Regions from separate parts of the Zea mays genome. Here region 1 is linked to region 2. A link is a contact called in public Hi-C data. All regions are on one chromosome and are shown on one strand. Each heading gives the region's core, a stretch centred on a gene start, on an enhancer-like site or on the middle of the called end of the contact. The rest is flanking DNA. Distances are from core to core; before and after follow the strand shown.

Region 1 (6,986 bases), core at 2,696-5,195, 230 kb before region 2:
CAGGCCCTGCCGGTCTTCAGCCTCGGCGTCGCGTTCGTCGACGAGAGGAGCGTCATCTCAGCGAGTCTTCCGGGGCACGAAATCCAAGCTGCGATAGAAGATATCAGGTCCGTCGTGTCGGGTCTGTCACCGGGGGATAAGCGAGTGCACATCGCCTCTCTCGAGGAGGTGTTCTCGTCCGGGTCAGACGACAAGGCGGCCAGGCTGAAGGAGGTGGTCGGCGTGATCAGTGACGAGACGGGCAGGGACGACTTTGTTAGGCGCCTGCGCATGCTTTCACTGCAGAAGGTGCTTCCCTTTTGGTGCATGTCTATGTTTCACATGTTTTTTTATCTTTGTAAGTCGAACTCGAACTCACTATTTCATGCCTGATGTTTTGCTCAGGTTGCACTGGAGAACAGATACACCAAGATCATGCTGGGAACGTGTGCTTCCGGAATAGCATGCCATGTGCTATCTGCAACCGTGAAGGTATATATCTGACCCGGTGATGTTTGATTCTTCTTGAGAATAATATGAGCGAGCGTTGAGAGCATAACAGAATTACTAATTTTTCCAGGGGCAAGGCTACGCTTTACCAGCTGATGTCCAGTATGTTGATACGCGATGGGAAGTACCCGTGGTTCTTCCACTTCATGATTGCCTGGCCCAAGAGCTTAACTTGCTCTGTGAAATTGATAGGTAAGGTAAAAGCTCACCTATTAGCCTAGTTGTCTGTTGTCCTTGCAGTGGGTTTTTATTATAATGGTTTCTCTGTTCAGTTTGAAGACACAGCAACTTCTCGATAGGCCTTGCAGTGGCATCAATGGCTTAGTTTCATCCTTTGTTTCACGGCTAAGGGTAGGGCCTCTTGTTCTTGGCATGCCACTTTCTTGGTGACTTAAAATTTTAGCTATTCTGTATGTGAGCTCAAGCTGTGTTCTTGTTTGATGACTACAACACTACGTGTATGAATATCTTGTGGAGCTGGAGCAACACAAGACATAGTTTTGAATATTTTCTCATTTCTATTTACAGGAAGAGAACTCTTCTCGAGAGCATACCATTTTAAGAACTGCTCAAAAGCTTAAGCCATTCTCGTTTAACAAGTTCTCAGCAAACGGCTACCATGATTTCCTGCCATCGCGGCTTCGTCCCAAGTTTCAGAACATTGATGCCAACGAGTGTACTTTCTCTGAGATTCTTTGCCTAATATGTGGAAGCCCGTTCAGTGAATCAGAGCTCCTGAATTTGGAAAACACAAAGCTCAAGGCTCAGAAGAAAATTGATCTTTATACTGCCCATTGTTGTCAAAGTTGCCATTTCCAGATTCTCCCAGCAGCTACAGATATGTATGGACATTTCTTTTCGCTACTACCGAAGTTTTGGACTGAGAAAGTGGACGCTGCATCTGCCAGCCATAGCTCACTAAGGTGAGTCTGATGTATCTTTGTTTACGGGCTGCCTCATTGTCTGGTATTTTTAGTGCATGTTATCAGTGGTTTACTAAGGCAAACATGATGGGTGTATTTCTGTATGTTGGGCACTCTATTCATTTACTAATATCATGTTCTGTCCATTCTTTCAAGTGCACTGATATGGTGAAGTGTTTATTTCAGAGATCAGATAGCGGACTACCTGCTGGATGAAGATGATGGAAACTGACTTTATTCTCTGGTTTCGTGACATAATTTCATGGAGTCAAATGTTTAACTCACATGGAATTCCCGAATGCCTGTCTGTACTGACATGTTTTGTTTGTTGTACTATAAGACATCGCATTCTAATTGGGCCTCACACAGGCATATGCCAAACTTATGGATAACAGTGTTTCTTCTTTTTTTGTTTCTGACAAAACCAGTATCACTAGCATGACACTGCTACTGGTATTCTTCAACTCATCTGGGATCTGTATAGTGGTGAGGCAAACCATCACTAGCCAGCAAGTTTCCACTGATTTTACAGAGACAGCACGGGTTGGAGAGCTGAACGTTTCCCACTTAAAATGTGATTTCATATGAACTGGTCTCATCTCCTGTGCTGTGCGAGCTATTCTGCCAGCAAACATTGTAACAAGATGAATTTATCCGGTGGTTTGGACAATTCGTTTTCTCTACAAATTCTGTACGAACTGTGGTTACACTCAGTTACCCTGTTGTATTCGACTCGAAGATACTTTGGGGATGTTGTGCAGACAAGCGCTGCATCTTTCAGCCTGTTCGTTGTTTTTAATTCGTATCGGCTCCTACTGTTTCTATAGTGTATTTATCTCTATGATTACAGTTGCAGCAGTCTAAACAGTCCGATTTAATCTGAAGCGGACATCCTTGCTCCTTGTAGCGCTGAAGGGATGCACAACCTATTATTGCCAATGCAAAATGGCAAAGCATGTGCACATGACACATCACATACAGATGTACAATACCCAAGCAGTTGCAGGAAATAAAACGGTAGTGTCACTGCAGATAAGTGGTCCCTTGCATTTTTTTTGCTTTCTGCAACTATCTTGTCAACTTTCTTTTTAATTACATTATCATGCAACTTTATATTCCATCCCTATGAGTACAGTAAGTCATTTTATACTATGCTCTCCATTTTAGTGCATTGTACCAGGCTACCACGTTAGGCTTTGTTCGGTTATTCCTATCACATGTGGATTGGAAGAGATTGAAAAAAAATATAAAAGATTTTGACTCCTTGTTTGATTATTCTAGTTTCATGTGGATTGTAGTTTATTGGAATGTATTGAGATGAATTTTGATTTGCTATGGATTTAAACCGACTCAATATCATCCAATCCACATGAATTAAGGGTAAAACGAACAAGCCTTTATTTAGGATTTAAACCTACTCAATTTTATCCAATCCATATGGATTAAGAGCAAAACGAACAATCCATTACAGCTGTATCGGAGTGGAACCTCTCTTGTGAAATGCATCGCATGCGTGCTTGCAGCCATGTGCACTTGTCAGTGTTGCTGAGCCCATACTCTGGTCAAACATTGGGAACCTGTATCATATAAGTAATTAATTGGGTTAAAGCTTGTAAAGGTTAGACCTTTTGGTTAGCCACTTTAATCTGATTGGGTTGGCATAAAGCCTGACCAGTGATATTAGCCAACGTGCAAGGGCTTATCCAGCTTTTCCATCAACGATGGCAACACAAATGCATACAAAGACACCCCCCTCCCAAGGACCTACAGGGCCTTTTCATTTTTTTTTACAGTTGGAACAAGACTTGTAGAACCGACTACCCGGCCAGTTGATAGCTGATGTTGATGGATTCTGGCCGAGCTTGACAGTATTTTCAAATGTTCATCGCTGTTCAATCATTAGAGCATGAGAATAAACAATGCGGATATCGATTAAGGGTCCAGTAAAATGGTCCATAAATCTCTGAGGGAATGCTTTGGCCTCCTTACTGCCGCTCAAGGAACTCGTCCTTCAAAAATCTCTGGACCTTTGCAGCATGGGGGGTTGGCTGGCAGGCACTCTGTTGAGGCCTGAGCTATCCAATCAACCCATTTCTTGAGGTATTGTTGTCCATGACATTGCAGTTGAGTGGTACTGCGTGTGCCAGCATCATCAACAATTGCTTTGTCTCGGGGGGTCTGGGCAGCAACCAGCAAGACTCCCCCCCCCCCCCCCCCCCCCCCCCCCCCAAATAGGCCTGGAAACAAAAGGTAAAAAACACATAGGGCTACCAGATATTGCTCCTTCTACTAGACTACTGCCTAGATTTTTCATGTCGTACTTGACACCATAGCATCATGGGTGTTTAAAAAGGCTAATCTAAGCAAATGCTACAACTAGCATGTTCAAGTTTGGCACTTGTAGAGTTTAGTGCCACTGTGTGTGTGTGACTTTTTAGTGTGTGTTTTTAGTGGACAAGGCCTCCACCCACACAGTGCTCACTTTAGCTTGCTTCATTGTAACAAGCAAAGGCCCACTGTGTCCCCTAGTGATTGGCACAGCTCCCTGCTGTCATTGGAATATGGGGATGGGGACAAGAAGCCAAGGACCCCTTGTGACATTGACATGACCAAACCTGGGTTTTTTTTGGTGTGTTCATTTTATTACCATATCGTGCTTTGATCCAAAAGCTTGAGGCATTGGTTAAAGAAAACATTGTTGTGTGTGGGCTGGGGGGTCTGCTAGTGGCGTAGTAGATAGCAGCATCAGTGCAGCTTCTGCACCTTGCTTCATCAAAGTGGTTTTGGGTGCAGACATGGAAGACCTATGCTCTCTGGATATGGTTTACTTTACTTGCTAGTTGGTGCTGTTTATCGTTTCATCTGCATTAGGTTTTGCCTAATACTGGTAGCTTGGAAGACTAATGAGGTTCTTGTGAGTCAACACTTGTGGCTTGATCCTAGAACTATTTTTTTTTGAATAGTAGGAGTAGGAGGGATACAACATGGCCTTTCTGGCTCTGTCTCTCTCTGTCTCTAGTGTGGGGGCTGGGGAGCCTGAATCCAGGGCTGGCTATGCAGGACCCTGTAGCAAACATGACAAGATGTGTCCTGGGTTACTGATTTGTGACACATACCTGCTTGCTTGCGATCCATAAATGCATAGCGGTGGCTGGTTTGTACAGTTCGTGTCATTGCTGTGCACGGTGTCTCGTACAACCTTCAATGCAGCGTGCTGTGTGCTGGTTCCACATGCAGGACCGTCGTCGGTCACAGTGGATCAACGCCGCGGCAGCAGCAGCAGCAGTGGACTGAAACACGACTGATTGATTCTTGGTGGTCTCTCAATCAACTGCAAACTGATGCATCCTGAAACAAAACTCCTCTGGACTGTTCACTGTTCCTGGTTGGTTTCTGCTGTGGTTCGCCAGGACAAGAGAAGCGCGGCCAAAGCAAAGGATTCAGGTCAGGTCTCGAGCTCCTGATGAACCTCATATCTCATGCAATGCGCCCTTCGTTTTCAGGCGCGAGTTCCCGCTCGTCTTGTTGCCTGGATCGATCACCAAACGCGGCGGTGGTCCATGCATCCCAGTGGACCGGATCTCCGGCCAAATCTTGGCACCTTCCCTGGCGTATTTTTATGCGCGTAGACACTGGCCCTTGAATCATGCGTTCTGCTCGCTGCCTGCCTACCATTTTTTTTTGCGTCCTCAGCTCCTGTCATGTGACCTCACATATGTATGTATGTATGTATCTATCTATCTATTTATCTATATATGATTATCATATATGTCTCATGCATTCCCCCACTATTAATTACTTGTGGATGTAGCAGACTGCAGACAGCGACTTGTGCAGACAGCTTGCCCTAGTTCACGAGCATGGAAACATATGTAAGTACTCCTATGAATGATGCAGAGATGGACATCTTCAATCTTCATAAAATGGCTCATCGTTTTTTTCAGTCACATGGTATTTCACCATTTTTCAGCTAAAGTGGTTCAGCTCATTTTTCACAAGGTTTGGACGTAGTTAATACTACTAGACCGCATGCAAAAGTGCTGCTGAGAGCCTGAGATGATAAAGTTTCTGAACGTGATGTGGGGGTTTGTGACATTGTGTGGTGTGGCAAGATGCTATGGATTAGCCTCATGATTCCTGAGCAGATACCACGCTGTGGCTGTATTGTGTCTCTGCCCGCTGCCAGATGCCTTTGCTTTCTGGATTTGTGGCCGCCGGGCCCACGCGGGTTAGTGCCCAAACTGGGTGATTTGTCGCACCGCCCTTCTTTTTATTTTCTTTTGGACGTATTAATTAAGAATTATTTTCGGATGGATAGTGCCGGGCGGTAGCTAAGATTGACGATTTGGCCATGAACCAATCCACCCTTTTCTTCTAGATACTATGTACTCCCTTTGTTTCAAAATAGTATTTTTTAAACTTTAGTTTTATGTCTATATTCACATGAATGATAATAAATCTAAATATATCTATAAAACAAATACATCAAATATTATATGAATTTATTAAAAATTCTAAAATAAATTTTAATTTGAGAAAGAGAGAATACTAGTAATAAAAATGGTAAAGAGCTTGCAGCTTGCTTTTTCACACACTAGGTAGTGTAGATGCTAGAGTTTTCTTGCGAGGTTGAGACTCTTTATTTAAGGAAAAAATATTTCATAACTAACCATGCCATGTTAGGGCTTGTTCGGTTAACTCTCAATCCATGTGGATTGAGTGGGATTGGATGGGTTTAAATCCCAAACAAGTTAAACTTCTTCTCAATTTTTTCCAATCCCATCCAATCCATGTGTATTGGGAATAACCGAACAAGCCCTTAGCTGGAACTATTGGATTATTATTTTTACTTGATCTTTCTCCTATTTGAAATGAGTTCAAATGCACACCGTTGTATGTTAAACCCATAAATCTTACATGTGTGAACCTTCTATGTGAAAGCCGAAGTCAGACTTATTTAGGCCTGTCATCAGGGTCGTGCCTGAGATTTCGGAGGTCCTGGGTGCAATATATGGGGCCCTTTTGACCATAAATGTAGCCTATGTTATATTGGATGTTTGAATAATTTTATAAATATTAAATATAATCTAATTATAAAACTAATTGTATAGTTAAAGACTAAGTGACAAAACAAATTTATTAAGTATAACTAATCAATGATCAGCAAATGTTTACTGTAGCATCATATGAGCAAATCATGAACCAATTAGATTTAATAGGTCTGTCTTATCGTTTAGTTCCTATGTGTGCAATTACTTTTATAATTAGACTATATTTCATAATTCTCACTAACATCCAAACATCTGATGTGACATGGACTAAAATTTAGTTCTAGGAACGAAACGGGACCTATATATATGTGCATTTGTATAATTATAAACACATATTTTGATGGACCTAATGGTAAACGCTATTAACTAGCTCTTGTTGTCACACCCGGATTTAAGGAACAAAGCCGGGTGCGTCTCATATGTGCGTCAAGGAAGAACAACACATATAATAACAGAGTGCTTAGCGATAAATGTCATAAATATCATAAATGTACTTATTATCTAGCGGAAGTCTTACAAAATA
Region 2 (7,242 bases), core at 3,148-5,647:
ACATGGCTGCTTACAACGCACAGGCGCAACAAGCAATGAACGTGAGTGTCTTATTTATTCTCAACAAGCTCGATATTGGTTATATAACTAATATATTATATTTGCAACAGTCTTGGTTTCCATAGCAGGCACAGCAGCAACCATTTGTTTTCCCTCAATTTCAGCCGTCGATGCCTCAGTGGGGATTACATGCTCCACCACCTCCACCTCCACATCAGTTTATTCAATTTAGTTAAGACTTGTCGTTTGTATCAACCTAATTTCAAATCTTTACTAAACTTGATTTTGTAGGGATCCGGGGTCATGGGCCACAACACGCCACCACCGGTCATACCAGCACCAGGAGGAGCTTATGCAGGGGAGGGAGCTTATGCAGGAGAGGTTAGTTTGAGAAACAATTTGTTTGAATAGTCGTTATACATGTAACCAATGCCGTTATTAATGTCTTCTTTTTTCTTTAGGATCCAAACTCGTCACACGACTTCGTCAACCAGTTCTTGGCTTCTGGAGGTAGTGGACACAACTCCAACGACCCCGATATGTGATTAAGTTAGCTTTGTGCCGCACCGTGCGTTGTAATGAACTATTTGTGGATTTTATGTTTGTATGGACTATTTGTGGACTTTATATTTGTATGGACTCAAATTTTATGTTGTGAACTCAAGTATGAATTTTCTGTTATTGTATGGAATTTATGTTATTATATGAATTTTGTATGAAATTCTGTTATTTTTCGCATTTTTTTCAATTTTTTTTCTCTGAAATTATTAATTTTCGGCGGCCTCCCTGGCCGCCGAAAATAAGAACACTATTTTCGGCAGTTTTTAATTTCCGGCGGCTGGCTACGTGGCCGCCGGAAATTATCTGTTATTTTCGGCGGCCAGGTAGACAGCCGCCGAAAATAAGCTGTTTTCGGCGGCCAGGTCCTGGCCACCGAAAATAAAGCCTTATTTTCGGTCGGTTTTTTTTGGCGGCCAGAAGCCGCCGAAAATGCCTGTAGCTCTTGTAGCCTGAGTCAATGAAGAGTATGGCTCTGATACCAATTGAGAGTACCTAGGGGTGAATAGGTGATCCTGTAAAATTCAACACTAAATAACCCAAACTTGGTTATGAAATGTTAGCACGATTAAAACCAAGTTGCTAAAGCGAGAACTTTAGAAGAAAACCAATCACAATGAAAAGAGACACGAGAAATAGTGATTTTTATCATGTGGTTCGGCCAATGCCTACTCCACGTTGTGGTGACCTCCTTCGGTCAAGGATTGCACTCAATCCCTCTCGAGTGATCCAATGATCAACCTTGAGTACCACAGTTTTCTTCCTTTTTAGTCTTTTCCCGTTTACGAGGAATCTTCACAAGTTGGAGCCTCTCGCCCTTACAATGTTGATCACAATAAAGCACAAGAGTAAGGGAGGGAAAGAAACACACGGAAGAACTAGAATCACAGCAATCCCACGCACACAAGTCAAGAGATGAGCACACAAACACGACGTAGAGAGTTCATGACTCAAGAAGTGCTCAAATCTCAAACACGATGATCCGAATGCGTGTTTGCGGAGTTTAGGTGTCTTAGAATGTTCAATGGAGGCTTGGTGTAGTGCTCCATACACCTAGGAGTCCCTTTTATAGCCCCAAGGCAACTAGAAGCCGTTGGAACTCCATTTGGCAGGCAATTCTTGCCTTCTGTTCGTCGGTGCACCGGACTGTCCGGTGGCGCACCGGACAGTGAACAGTACGAGCACAGTACATGACAGAGAGTCCCCTGATTGGCTGATTTCCTTTTCTGTGCGGCACCGGACCGTCCGGTGCACCAAGTGACCGTTGGCTCCCCTCGACGTGGCAGATAGCCATTGCACGGCTGGAGCACCGGACTGTCCGGCACCTAGCGGACTGTCCGATGAATTATAGCCGATGTAGCTAAGGAAAAACCCGAGAGCACAGAGTTGCGTAGACCGTGCATCGAACTGTCCGGTGAGTGGCGCCGGACCGTCCGGTGCTGCGCTGTCAACACCTTTTTCTTCGTTTCTTTGTTTGTTTTCCTCTGACTCTTCTGGCCTTATTTAGTTGGGTCCTGGCACTTGGACAAGAGTGTTTAGCATATAAAACTATTGATAAAACGTTTAGATCTTACCTTTATTCTTTATTTGTATCTCTTTAATACTTGGCACACATCACTTCAATACAATGTGTGTTGGGCATCTAATCACCAAAATATTTATAGAAATGACCCAAGGGCACATTTCCCTTTTAGTGGTCTACGTCGATGTTGACTAGACTGGTTGTCCAGGTACGTGACAGTCCACTTACGCTTATGTCGTGTTCTTGGGCGCCAACCTCATCTCCTGGGCTGCCAAGCGGCAGCCCGTCGTCTCTCGCATCAGCGCAGAGGCTGAGTACCTCGCTGTGGTCAACGACGTGGCAGAGGCCTACAGGTTGCGCCAGCTTCTCTAGGAGCGACACACTCGTCTGCTGCGATAACGTCAGCACGGTCTACCTCTCCACCAATCTTGTGCAGCATCAGCGTACGATGCACGTGGAGATCGACCTGCACTTCATCCGCGAGCGTGTCACTACAGGTGACGTTCGGGTTCTCAGCGTCCACACCACGCTGCAGTTCACTGACATATTCACCAATGAGTTGTCGTCGAGTATATTCATCGATTTTTAATCCAGCCTCAACATCTGTACATGATAGAGTTGAAACTGCGGGGGTGTGTTAGAGTACCTGTTTAGGGTTTTGGGGTTAGCCCCTTGAAATTACAGTAATACTACCCTTGTGTAATGGGCTATGCCCAACAATCTGTGGCTATTAATACAATTTCGAACCCTGAGTTAGGGTTAGAATTTCCCCTACAACACTTGAATGTATTGTGACCGTCAGTAGTTTAAAAAAACAACTCAGATCATACAAGATTTTCGCCATGTGATAAATCGATGACTCTAGAAATGAATCTTAAACTTACTGAAAATCTCTAGTTTCCAGTGGTTTTATTGCGTACGTGTATGATTCTACATCTTGACATGGGACGCACCAGGTTGAATCTGAATGGCATACATGAAACTGAAGGGGATATTTTAGAATGATCGAGGTATGGCAGCTGGAGTCTGTACAGCTGTGCCTGTGAGTATCCCTGTAAACCGAAAGCCTGTGAGCATGCATGAGCACCAACAGCAGGGGCGTGGCCCTGGTTGCCCACTATGCATGCATGAGGCGGAGGGTTGGGGGTCTTGGGGATGTGGTCTAAAGACTAGGGAACAAGCCTGCACAAAGACAAAGAGGCCAGCACAAATACGTCTTCCCATGCAATCGCATGAAGACAACAGAGTCGCGCACACACACATACAAAACCCACGCACAGATCCTGATGTGGTCAAGGAAACACATGCTTTGTTTTGTATCGCGTGTCTTGGTTTTTGCGTGGAGGCAGGCAGAGGCACTGCTTGTGAACGCGCGCGATGAGCTGTCGTCGTCTCTCCTTGCATTGCACTGGGTGCCAATGGCGAGGGCCATGGCGTGCGGTGTCATATGCATGCAGCTATTGACATGTCATATACTCATATAATCGTGTTTTAATACAATAGAGCTAATAATTAACTGTTAAAATTAGCTAAAAACATTCAAACAGATTAGCTAATAGTTCGACTATTAGCTACTTTTAGTAAATTAGCTACTAGTTAGCTAGCTAATTATATTAGCAATTTTTTAGGCAACTAGCTATAGTGCATTCAAATATCCCCTCTATCTAAGCATCCAGTATAGAGTTTACGCCAGTGAATGGAACAGGAATATTTTTAAGAACTAGTTTAGAAACTACATTTTACCAAGTGATTTATATTTTTTCAAGGGAAAATGAACTAATTTCTCTTGAGAAAATGAAAATTTAATGGAAAATTGGGGTTTCCAAACTAGCCCTAATCACGTACTTATCTCCTCCAAAAGATCATGATGGGGAGAAAATGAGCTCATCTGAACCAAAACCAGCTCCAGGTGATTAGGCTGACTGAGAATTATTCCAGCGTGGCTGCAGCATCATACACTAATGCACCACACCGACCATACCGCAGAGTGAGAGAGAGATGAGATGAGACGTGTGTCCCCGTCTGCTGCTGGTGAAATATTGTGAGCGCATTATCTGAGTAGGCCGTGGCGTTGCCGGCTGCCGGCCTGCGTGCTGCGTCTCCCGATCTGGTCACAGCTGGTCTGGTCAACCTCGAGATCGGCTACTGCAGCACACGCAGCCTGCCCTACAAACCTCTCTCCTCGCCATCCCTTCTCCAAGCAAAAGCAGGACTGCACGCATGCAGGAGCATCAGAAGCAGTGCCACACCACACGCCAAATCAACATATATCGTCAGATTCAAGCACGCATGGGCTCCTCGTCCTCGCGCTCGCCACTCCTCAGGCCTGCTCTCCATGGGCTGCAACTACAACCATTTGTCAGCCCAGGAACGGATGGATGGTAGGCTCATCTCAACCTAAGAAGGGATGAATTTATTGTTGAATCAATCTCATCTGACTCGGTCAGAGTGACATGACATGCCATGCCATACTTGCGCTCTAATGGCTGTGACAGGATCACAGGAGGAAGGGTCGCCCGAGGAGAGAGTTGAGGGTCAGGGAGTGGGAGTGGAAATGGTTTGGGGTTTTCGTGCCTTAGGTAGATTTTTTTGCCTTTTTAACTTGACGAGAAGGAATTATGACCGTCTAATCTATGCTATACTTAGCGTGAAATGTTAAAAATCGGCGTGAGATAACCACACCATGATAAGAAAGGTGGAAGACACTAGACGAAGCTACACCAGAAGATCATCATGCTCAGGTGTTTATAATATTGAATATAAATTTTACATATGTATATATGATTTTTTTAAAATAAAAAAATAATCGTGTCGGGCTGGATCAGCACTACGGGCCGAGGCTACAGCCCAAGCATCGCACGACGCTCATGTCGGGTTGGCCCAGGCACTATTAAATGGGTCGTGTCTCGGCTCGTCTCGCCAGACACGGTTCATTTGGCCATATATACTTTCTGCACGATAATGATGGTCCTCAGTTGTCACCACCTCGTTCGTCATTCTACTTCTTTTCTCTCTCCCCTCGTGACTCTACCTGCGCGCCACCCCATTCTCGGCAGAGGGCGTAGGAGCATGCGCCTCCTCCCCGTATTCGTCCGACACCAGCCCCGATATCGACTCACGCAGTGGCTATTGCACATCCACGAGGACGTTTCACATCATGTGCGTATCATCGTTTTCGCCGTCGTCGGACGTACTGTCCGTCTTCCCGACCTTCGCCATTTTCTTCCTCCCCAACCTGCTGCCCCTGCCCACGGTCGCAGCGCGAGCCGACCGACGCTCATCGACGTGGGTGTGGGGCGAGTCGGTCATGCTCCTGGCCTTTCTCTATGCGTGCCGTCAAGGAGGACATGATGGTGCCTGGCACACTTAGGTTATCTTGGCGAGAGGAGTCCAGGTCTGAGATATTAGACAACCAAGGCCCGTAGCGTGGCATAAGTCGGCATATATGCTACAGAGTTGGTGGTGGTGTTGTGTCGCTTCGGCGGGTCCAGGGCTGGAAAGACACTCACATTCTCTCGCCCTTCTCGGATTGACACCTGGTGCAGGCGCCTCTCGGTTTGGAGTTGCTTCGGTTGGGCTTCTTTCTCCGCTTGTGTGCTCTCTCTCTCTCTATCTTAGAAGTATACTACCTATGTCGCCTCTAGATGCACTGTCTTTTTGTCGTGTCCTTTTCCGGCAACGAATATGTATGTTCGCATCTTCCCTTTCCCTTCTGCTCTACGAAACCTTGGAAGTGGGGAGGCGTGGGATGGGGGTTTCTGATTTGCTACCTATGGTACCTGTGCGTTCATAAAAAATATTACAATCAATAAAAAAATTGAGATTTTTTGCTAGATAATTTACGTGGATATTGTTATGAGCCGTCGCAAGGTAACCGACTATATGATCCTACGAGTGAGAGTGCGATAGGGCTAACTGTGTTGCTTTTAGCTTAAGCGGGTGCGGTCTTTCCCTACGACCTAGGACATGGTCCACGTGGAATTTGGTAGGCCGATCGTGTGGGCTGCATGGGCTGATTTTTAGACGAAGAACAACGAAACACAATCTATACTACTTATTAAGACTCTAAGGGTAGCCTGCCTTTTCTTGTTCTGCCATCCGTGAATCTGGACCGTTCGCTTCATCCAGGGCGATCCGACCCGTTCTGCCTCCCAACCGTGGACGTACATCCTCGCGCCAAAAAATACATCTTAGTGCGGCACCAGAGGAATTAGTCTGAGCAACAAACAATCCACACCAACCTTTATAAGCCACGTTTGATCTGTCTCAGTGGCCGGTATGGTACTAATCAAATAAATCCCATAACAGTGCCTGCGTGCAGCCCAGTGGTTCGTGTGGCCCAACCGTTGGTGCGGCCCATTGTGCAGCCCAGCCTACAGCGCCTGTCATCCTCTTCGGCAGCCCTAAACCCTCTACCTCCACGACGGCGCGCCGCACGCAGAGATTTGCCCACGTCCTCAATCTGCCTCCACGACGGCGCGCCGCACCACGACTTCAATCTCCTCCCCCACGACCTCAACCGCTCTGCCAGAGTCAACACCGTCCAGCTCCGGTCACCGGTTCATGGCGGCGGCAGCGGTACTCCTTCGGCAGGCAAAGGAGCAAAGTTGGAGGCGACGAGGGTCCAGATCCGGCCGCCGGTGGGCTCCATCCGGGGTTTGGAAGCGCCACCGGTCCAGATGGCGCAGCTGATGGCCTCGACCCTGGCGGAGAAGGGGAGGCCGGCCCTGGCCCCGGCCCCTGTCTCGACCTCGACGGTGGAGCAAGTACCTGCATGCCGAGGGACACAGCGCGCTCGACAGGGGCAGGTGGAGGCCGCGGCCGCGGACCCGGCAGTGGAGGCGCCGCGCGCCACGAAGGGGCGAAAGCCGCCATCGCTGGCGGCGGAGGGGCACGCCGCGGCGGGTCGCCCGTCCGCCTTGCTCCCGATGCTGGAGGAGCTGCGCGCCACGACGGAGCAGACGCGCGTGCATCTGGTGGAGGCACGTGCCCACGTACAGCTCGACGGCGCAGGCAACCCCGATGACGCACTCTAGCATCTCGACACGGGTGCGACCAACCACATGACCGGGTCGCGCGCCGTCTTCTCCGACATCGACGAACACGTCACCGGCACCGTCAGGTTCGGTGATGGATCCCTCGTCAACATTGAAGGGCGGGGG

What was found. A called contact is a pair of places that touch in the nucleus more often than the background predicts.
Region 1: a contact with region 2 is called in a Hi-C map of ear, with 2.9 times the contacts expected there. The contact joins two enhancer-like sites. A contact is called at or near these places in 2 of 25 Hi-C or Micro-C datasets (ear and leaf).

What each region holds. Positions count from the first base shown.
Region 1 is chr3:114,953,175-114,960,160 of Zm-B73-REFERENCE-NAM-5.0, reverse strand. LOC100279201 (Cytoplasmic tRNA 2-thiolation protein 2) reads left to right here. Exons shown (of 7, transcript NM_001152225.1): 2 at 1-288; 3 at 385-471; 4 at 560-681; 5 at 762-840; 6 at 1,018-1,412; 7 at 1,599-2,209. The coding sequence ends at 1,644. Among protein-coding and RNA genes, the nearest start is that of LOC100279201, 6.2 kb to the left of the region's middle. Within about 2 kb of position 3,945, at least 18 of the 20 cell types and tissues checked have an H3K27ac peak or open chromatin away from gene starts, as enhancers often do. A contact at or near this core is called in ear and leaf, where this site is marked.
Region 2 is chr3:114,722,961-114,730,202 of Zm-B73-REFERENCE-NAM-5.0, reverse strand. No RefSeq gene overlaps it. Among protein-coding and RNA genes, the nearest start is that of LOC103650247, 31 kb to the right of the region's middle. Within about 2 kb of position 4,397, at least 15 of the 20 cell types and tissues checked have an H3K27ac peak or open chromatin away from gene starts, as enhancers often do. A contact at or near this core is called in ear and leaf, where this site is marked.